2 separate regions of the Capsicum annuum genome follow, and region 1 is linked to region 2. Evidence: chromatin contacts called from public Hi-C data. All regions are on one chromosome and are shown on one strand. Each heading gives the region's core, a stretch centred on a gene start, on an enhancer-like site or on the middle of the called end of the contact. The rest is flanking DNA. Distances are from core to core; before and after follow the strand shown. Region 1 overlaps LOC107873278 (anaphase-promoting complex subunit 1). Region 2 holds the start of LOC107873278 (anaphase-promoting complex subunit 1).

Region 1 (3,472 bases), core at 8-2,507, 120 kb after region 2:
TTCCAGCAATTTACAGGACACACTCTTCATCTCAAGTCTGAAGGTATCTGTTTGTTTTGTACTTGATTAGCTGGCCGAATCTATGGATTTTTTTAAAAGTGATCTTGTTTCAGATTCAAAATTCTCTTTTAACTACCTGCTTAGTGTGTGGGCTTGCTATCTTCGTAAATTTTTAAAGTTAATATGATCACTATCAGAAGGATTTCTTTATGTACGTTCAACTTTTTGTATGGGCCAATTCTTTTTCCATTTGCTAAGCAGATGAAAGTATAATAATGGCAGATCTTTGAGATTTCTGTACACTCTGAATAAGATTCAGAAGACAAATTGTTTGGTTACATGCGTGAAGTCATTTATTTGCGAGTTGCAGAGTATGTGGGCTTAGATTTGGTACCAAAACATGATAACCATTAATGAATAATAAATATTTCTAACCATAAAGCCCTAATACCATCTTTAACTTCATTATTTCCTCTTTATGAAAAGTCAAAAAGACGGATGATTATGTTCTTCTTTCCTAAAAAGACAGGTGAGCCTATTTTGGCAAGTTTATATCGTACCATTGGTCAATGACCATTAGCATTTCCAACACTGTAAAGACCTCATATGTTCTTCAAGTTTATCAGTTCATCCCTGTGAAGTACTGTAAAACTTATCCAACACAAGTCACTCAGAGAAGATTTTATTGTGGCAATTAGATTGTTGTTAAAAGATTGAAAAGCCCACATTGGTGGTTAATGAGATGGGTGGTCTCTTTATAGGTTTGGACAATCCTCCTCCTCATGAGCTAACTTTTGAGGTGTGAGTTAGGCCCAAGACCTATTTTAACATGGTATCAGAGCAAGGCCCATTCTCACCCAATGTTGGACCCCCGAATTGATATCCCAGTTGAGGTCTGGGCCGTGAGGTGGGGTGTTAAAAGATTGAAAAGAAAGTCCCACATTTGTTGTTAATAAGATGGGTGGTCTCTTTATAAGACTTGGGCAATCATCCTCCTCATGAGCTAGCTTTTGGGGTGTGAGTTAGGCCCAACACCAATTTTAACAATTGTACCGTTAAAAGTGAATGCTTCTTGATCTGGTCTCCTGATTGCACTTATGCTTTACTGATGCTGAGGACTTTCCTTCTAAGCTGCATATTACCTTTTTTATTAATATCCTTGATATCCATCTTTAATGGATTATTGTATTCCATTGTGCCTGTACAGATAGCACTGGCCTACAATAATGGTTTGCTTAGTAAAAGATCTACAAGTTCAAAGGAGGGAATCGTGCAATCAACTTTTCTTGGTTCAGTAAAGAAGTGGGTGGAGAAGATCCTTAGTTCATCTCTGGAATTTCAGGACTTTTCTACGTACATCAAGTCTGGAAGATGGCCAACTGAAGATTGTGGGAGAAGAGCCTCTACTCTTCTTTCTTGGTATGTACAATGGTATAATGTGCCATCACCATTCGAAGTTAAAAGAGCTTTCGACAAAATCAACGCAGTTATCACACCCTCTTCAGTCCCTCTTTTACATTTGGTGTTCCCTAGGACTGATGTTACTGCCCTCTGTGAGATCAACAGAGTAGCATTTTGCTCCCGGGGATGATATTGGAATATCCTCTCTAAATTTTGTTGTTGTAAGTATATATTCTTAATTATTAATTTGTAATGATAGTATTGAGTTGGGGGACGGTAATTGAGGTATTTTTGGTAGGATATACAGCCCCTCCTCACTGTTTGTTTGTTTTTAATTTTTTTTTTTTTTTTTTTTTAAATATATCTTATCCATTTCTACTGAAATGACAACAAGTAAATCAAAGTTTTTTCAGGATGAGCATTTCAACGACGCAAGGATGAAGATAGTATCTAAATAAAAATTTTGCATAAAAGTTGCTTCTCAAGTTGTGACGCAAAATCCTCAAAGTTTCTCTCAATTTCACTGTGCAACTTATCTCTGCTTGTTTATCCTAGTTGGGAGAGAGACATCACCATTCACTCCAAGGCATTGATGACATTCACATGCAAAAGTTAACTCCACTCATACAAGACATTTTAATTTCAAAGGAGCACAAATATTGAAAGAATTTTCGCTCACTCTCACAAAGAAATTCAAGTACAACAGCTAGAATCATAGACATGCCGTTTATGTTGTTCGTCACTAATGTAGACTTACCAAGTTTGAGGTGCAGATGAAGGTTAAGGTGCGGGAAGTAATGTATGGATCAAGTGACTATAAAACCTCCCTAGACGTAATCACTTACATTCCCAAGTCTTTCAACATTTCCACCTTATTCACCTTCATTTGTTTTCCTTGTTTCTCTTAATCTCTAGTTTCTTTCTTGCCAAACAAATTTAACGCACAACTTTCGTCATTCACTTGTTAAGTTCTTTTATGAGATTTTCTAACCTTTAGCCATCCACGACCCCTCATCTGTCTAATTTTAGTTCGAGTTCTACGAGCTAGGTTATTTGACTTTGTTTCACTCATGTCTTGTCTCACAAGCATATGATTAGACAATCAAGCATACACCTTTCTTGATCAGTGCTAGCATGTCATCCCCCCCCCCCCCCCCCCCCCACCTCCAAACTGAATTTGAATCACCCTTTTATCATCCTCATAATCATATACAACCACTTTGTTATGGTGCATGAACACGTAATTCAATCCCACCTGAGACACATCACAATAAACAACAAAACCATTAGTATCTTTAAGTAAAGTCAAGATAGGAGCCGAAGTCAATTTATTCTTCAACTTCTCAAAACTATCCTCACAAACATCAGACCATAAAAACTTCACCTTCTTCTGAGTCAACTTAGTCAATGAGGTAATAATAGAATAGAAACTTTCCATAAACCTTCTATAATAATCGGCTAAACCCAAGAAGCTTCAAATGTCGGTTGTAGTTGTAGGTTTAGGCCACTTCTTCACCACTGCAACTTTCTGTGGATCCACCATGATCCCTTCACTAGAAACAACATGACCTAGAGAGGTCACAACATTCAACCAGAGCTCACACTTTGTGAATTTCGCATACAACCGTTGATCTTTTAAGGTTTGCAACATAAGGCGGAGGTGATCGGCATGATTTGCCTCACTCTTGGAATACATCAAGATATCACTATAAATACAATTACGAACAAATCCAAGAACTGACAGAATACTCGACTCATGAGGTCCATAAATGTTGTTGGGGCATTAGTCAAACCAAAGGACATCACCAAATACTTAAAATAACTGCACCGGGTTCGAAAGACAGTCTTAGGGATATTCACTTCCCTAATCTTCAACTGATGGTAACCCGGTCGAAGATCAATCTTGGAGAAACACTTAGCACCCTGAAGATGATCAAAGAGAGCATCGATCCTAGGAAGCGAATACTTATTCTTCACCGTTACCTTATTCAACTGGTGGTAATCTATACACATCCATCTTATGCACAAAGAGAATCGAAGCACCCCAAGGAAAAACACTAAGGCGAATAAA
Region 2 (3,838 bases), core at 1,289-3,788:
TTATAAAAGTGCTTTACTTTGTTCTATATATTAAATCTTCTCACGTGCTTTCAATGCTCTTGTTTATCTTTTGGGATATGTTCAAGTAGTATGCCATAGCAAGGTTACACTTGGGCTAGTAATGACATCGAGTGTCGACCACACTCGAGATTTAGGTTCAAAGAGTGGCATGAAGAAGAATAAAAAATAATTAACCTACAAAGGAAAAAAATTGGGTGTCAATAATACGTGTGTCTCATCACCCCGACAAGGTGATGAGATGACTTAAGCCAAAGTAATAAAAATATGTCAAAAATCATGATTTAAACTTGCTAACTTGTGAGTTTTTGAATTATAAGAAATAATTTGTAAACCCAACCAAACAAAGTCTAAGTTGTGTTGAATTTAATAGAGTTAAAGTAGAATTCTCCATTATCGATATTGCTTTAAATGCAGTAAGATCCTTAGAAATATTGATTGACCTTTTTGCCTTTTATTAAAAGACAACAATAAACAAAAATTTTATTTACTATCTCCTCAAATAATTGCTATTATTATCTTAACATTTAGGATTTTAAAATTAATTAAATTTATAGCCATTAGATCTTTACTTATTTGTAATATACATTAGAATTCCTAATATTTATGGTTTATATTGTAAAATTGACAAAAAATTGCTTTTAAAATTTTTCCTTATTTAGACTATATTAAAAGTACTAGCATTAAAACTTTAAAATCAATAATTTTACCCTGTATAGGCCTTACTTAAATTATGGTAAATAAAATAAATAAATAACTCTTAGATTAAAAATACTAAAGAAAAAGGTTCATATTTTTCTTTTAAAATAACTTTTTAACCTTTATATATGAAAATTCTTACCATTTAGATTGATATAACATTTATTTCAATGTTAATTGTTATTTTAAAAATAATTTTGTTCTCCTTATATAATTTTACTGATTAATATGAGGCACATGTATAAAACATGTACACTAAACTAGTTACTAACAAAAAAAAGGAAAATACATCTTTCCTTAAAATCAACATTAAAAATTAAAGGAAAAATGATCAAAAGTACCCTTCTACATATATTTATTGATTAACTTTACCCTTTGTTGTACTATGACGCTAATTTTACCCCTAGATGGCAGTGAAGTCAACAAATATGTCCCTCAATTTGATAGATTCCCCCAAATAGATTAAAATTATTCAATTTCTATAAGATAATCCGAACCATTCATTAACCCGACCCAAACCACTAAAATAAAATCTAAACCAGGCTATGGTGGACTTCTTCCTTCAATCAACAACTGAAATTTTACTCCAAACCCAATTAATCATTTACTAAATTAATTAATCATTTATTAAATTATCATTTAATATATGATTTCACAAGATGTTTTTAATCTTTTGAAAAATACCAACTTAAAATGAAATTTGTTTGCGAAAAATCGAAATTTAAGGTTCAAATATTTAGTGGAGTCTAAATGGTTTTCAATGGTGTTTCAATTCGTTCAGGCAAATGAGACTAGTATTGTTATGCACAACTGATCTCTAAATCAACAACAACAAAAAAAACACCACAACTTAGTTTTTGACTAATATTGTCTTGTCATTCGAATTAATCAACAATAGCAATCTTTGAACTCCTTTGTACTTTAGATACTTTTAAGCCTAGAAATGATCAACAACTATTGAATCAGTACTCAACCCTTCCTACAAGCTAATGAAATAAAAAATTTTGCTCTCATTTTTAGTCATTGAAGCTCTATCAATGGTGGCTTCCATTCATAGGTCGAAGGAAGAAGACGACCAAACTTGCTCCAATATCTAAAAACCTTATTTTTTTTATTCCATTTCTCCGTTTCTTATTTCCTTATTTTTTCTTTTCATATGAGTGCTAGTGCGTCTTCCACTGACACCATATGATGACAGGTTAAATTATCTATCGTTAAAACCCAAGCTTGATGATATACCAAAGGTTTGTGTTGTTTTTGTTACTTCATACCGTGATCACCGATTGAAGGAGGGGGGATGGGGATTGGGTATGTTTTTGTGGGTTAGTTTAATTATACGGATAAGATTGGGTTAAAGAGTGGTTCGAGTTATTTTTAAAAAATTGGTTAATTTTAATTCATTTGGAGAAATTTGTTAAATTGAAAGGTATATTTAGGCCCCATTTGGCCATAAAAATTATAATTTTTTGGAGTTGGAGTTGTGTTTGACCATGAATATAAATTAAAATTATTTTTTGAAATTTTGTGAGAGAATTATGAGTGAAAATAAATAAAACTTGTTTTCACTTTTCCAAATACAATTCCTGAATGGTATTTGGAATCTCATGGCCAAATACATACAATTTTCACTTTTTTCACTAAAGTGAAATAATTTTTTCAAAAAAATAAAAATTTTTCATAGCCAAAGGGCTACTTATTAACTTCACTAATATCAGGGTAAAACTGACCCATAATATAACAAAGGATAAAATTAACCAAATAAAATAAGTAATAGTGATAAGTATTTTTGATCCTTTTTCCAAGTTTAAAAATGGCGCCATGAAAGTGAGTCGGGGGTTAAGATTTAGGGTTTATGAGTCGGCTATGCTTACTCAGTCGCGAAATATATATATAAAAAAAAAAAGAAAAGAAAAAGAGCGGGAGAGAGCCAAGGGAGAATAATCTCCATTCGTTCCCAAGAAAAATGGGTTCTGTTGGTGCTCGTGAACTTACTGTTCTGGGTGAATTCAAGCCCTTTGGCTTGATTGCGGAAGCTCTTGATGGCAAACCCTCTGATACTTGCGTCGCTGATTATCGTTACTTCCTGTTCAGTCCACAAGTGACCAAACAAAGAGATGAAGCGGATGAGCTCGATCTTCCATCGCCATCAAGTGACTGGAGCGATCATGAGCTTTTTATAAGAGGGAATAGGTATTTTTTTACGAAGAAAATATCCCTTAAGAATTTCAGTTTTTCTCTTTCTTAGTCACATATTTACAGAACTGGACTAAAGAAAATTGCAAATATCTCAATCTTTTCCCTTCAAAACAATTGCTGTTCAAGTTTACCAATTTGCCATCAAGATAGTCAAAGTTCCCAATTTCTTCTTATGCGAATATCAAAATGTAAATTTGGCTTACTTGTATTCCATAACATGATTACAGGATAATATGGAGCATTGGTTTGCGAGTCTATAAGAGGTTCACATTACCCTCCGCAGTGATAAAGGTAACTCTGCAATTATAAAAACTCACTCTACCATTAAGCATACACATGAACGTAGCTTACAAGTTAGTTCTGTCTTAGCTGAGTGTAAGTAACACTTATTGCTCGGTGAATCAGCAAAGCTAGCTCAAGTCATGGCTGACTTAACTGAAAATAAATTTTGAGCCATCTGAATGAAGATGTATCCATCTCATCTGCAACTATTAATATTCTTACTTCAAATACATTGTCAATGCACAATAAATATGCGAATGCCTGACTTGCTTGGACTGTTGAGATGAATCTGTGCTGTTTGGGTTCTAATTAACATTTGCAGCTCTTCTGTATGGCTGATATGTGGTTCCACACAAATTTACATGCCCTTGTAGAATTCTCCAATTTTATTCTCGTTCATTTCTTTCTCTGGCAGGTCCTCCCCTCCATTTTGGTGTTGTGCTTAGCTTATGGCATGTCTCACATATATGGAACTTGATTTACGATTTTCATTAATTACTTATCTTTTGATGAAGTTTCATTCATTACTTCGTCTAAATCATTTGTCACGTGCATTCTTTCCAATTTTCTAGGTGGATGTATAATTAACTTTAAATGGTATTTTAGGCATGCTGGTGCCAGATGGGCGATACTTCAGACACTG

Evidence for each region. Hi-C and Micro-C count contacts between places; a contact is called where the count stands out from the background.
Region 1: a Hi-C map of leaf shows a contact between it and region 2, with 3 times the contacts expected there. The contact joins the enhancer-like site here to the promoter of LOC107873278 in region 2. A contact is called at or near these places in 2 of 5 Hi-C or Micro-C datasets (leaf and pericarp).

The regions. Positions count from the first base shown.
Region 1 is chr6:80,372,789-80,376,260 of UCD10Xv1.1, forward strand. LOC107873278 (anaphase-promoting complex subunit 1) reads left to right here. Exons shown (of 37, transcript XM_016720054.2): 36 at 1-43; 37 at 1,208-1,703. The coding sequence ends at 1,591. Among protein-coding and RNA genes, the nearest start is that of LOC107873278, 120 kb to the left of the region's middle. Within about 2 kb of position 1,258, at least 4 of the 5 cell types and tissues checked have an H3K27ac peak or open chromatin away from gene starts, as enhancers often do. A contact at or near this core is called in leaf, where this site is marked.
Region 2 is chr6:80,248,023-80,251,860 of UCD10Xv1.1, forward strand. LOC107873278 (anaphase-promoting complex subunit 1) reads left to right here and starts at 2,539. Exons shown (of 37, transcript XM_016720054.2): 1 at 2,539-2,907; 2 at 3,141-3,204; 3 at 3,802-3,838. The coding sequence starts at 2,681.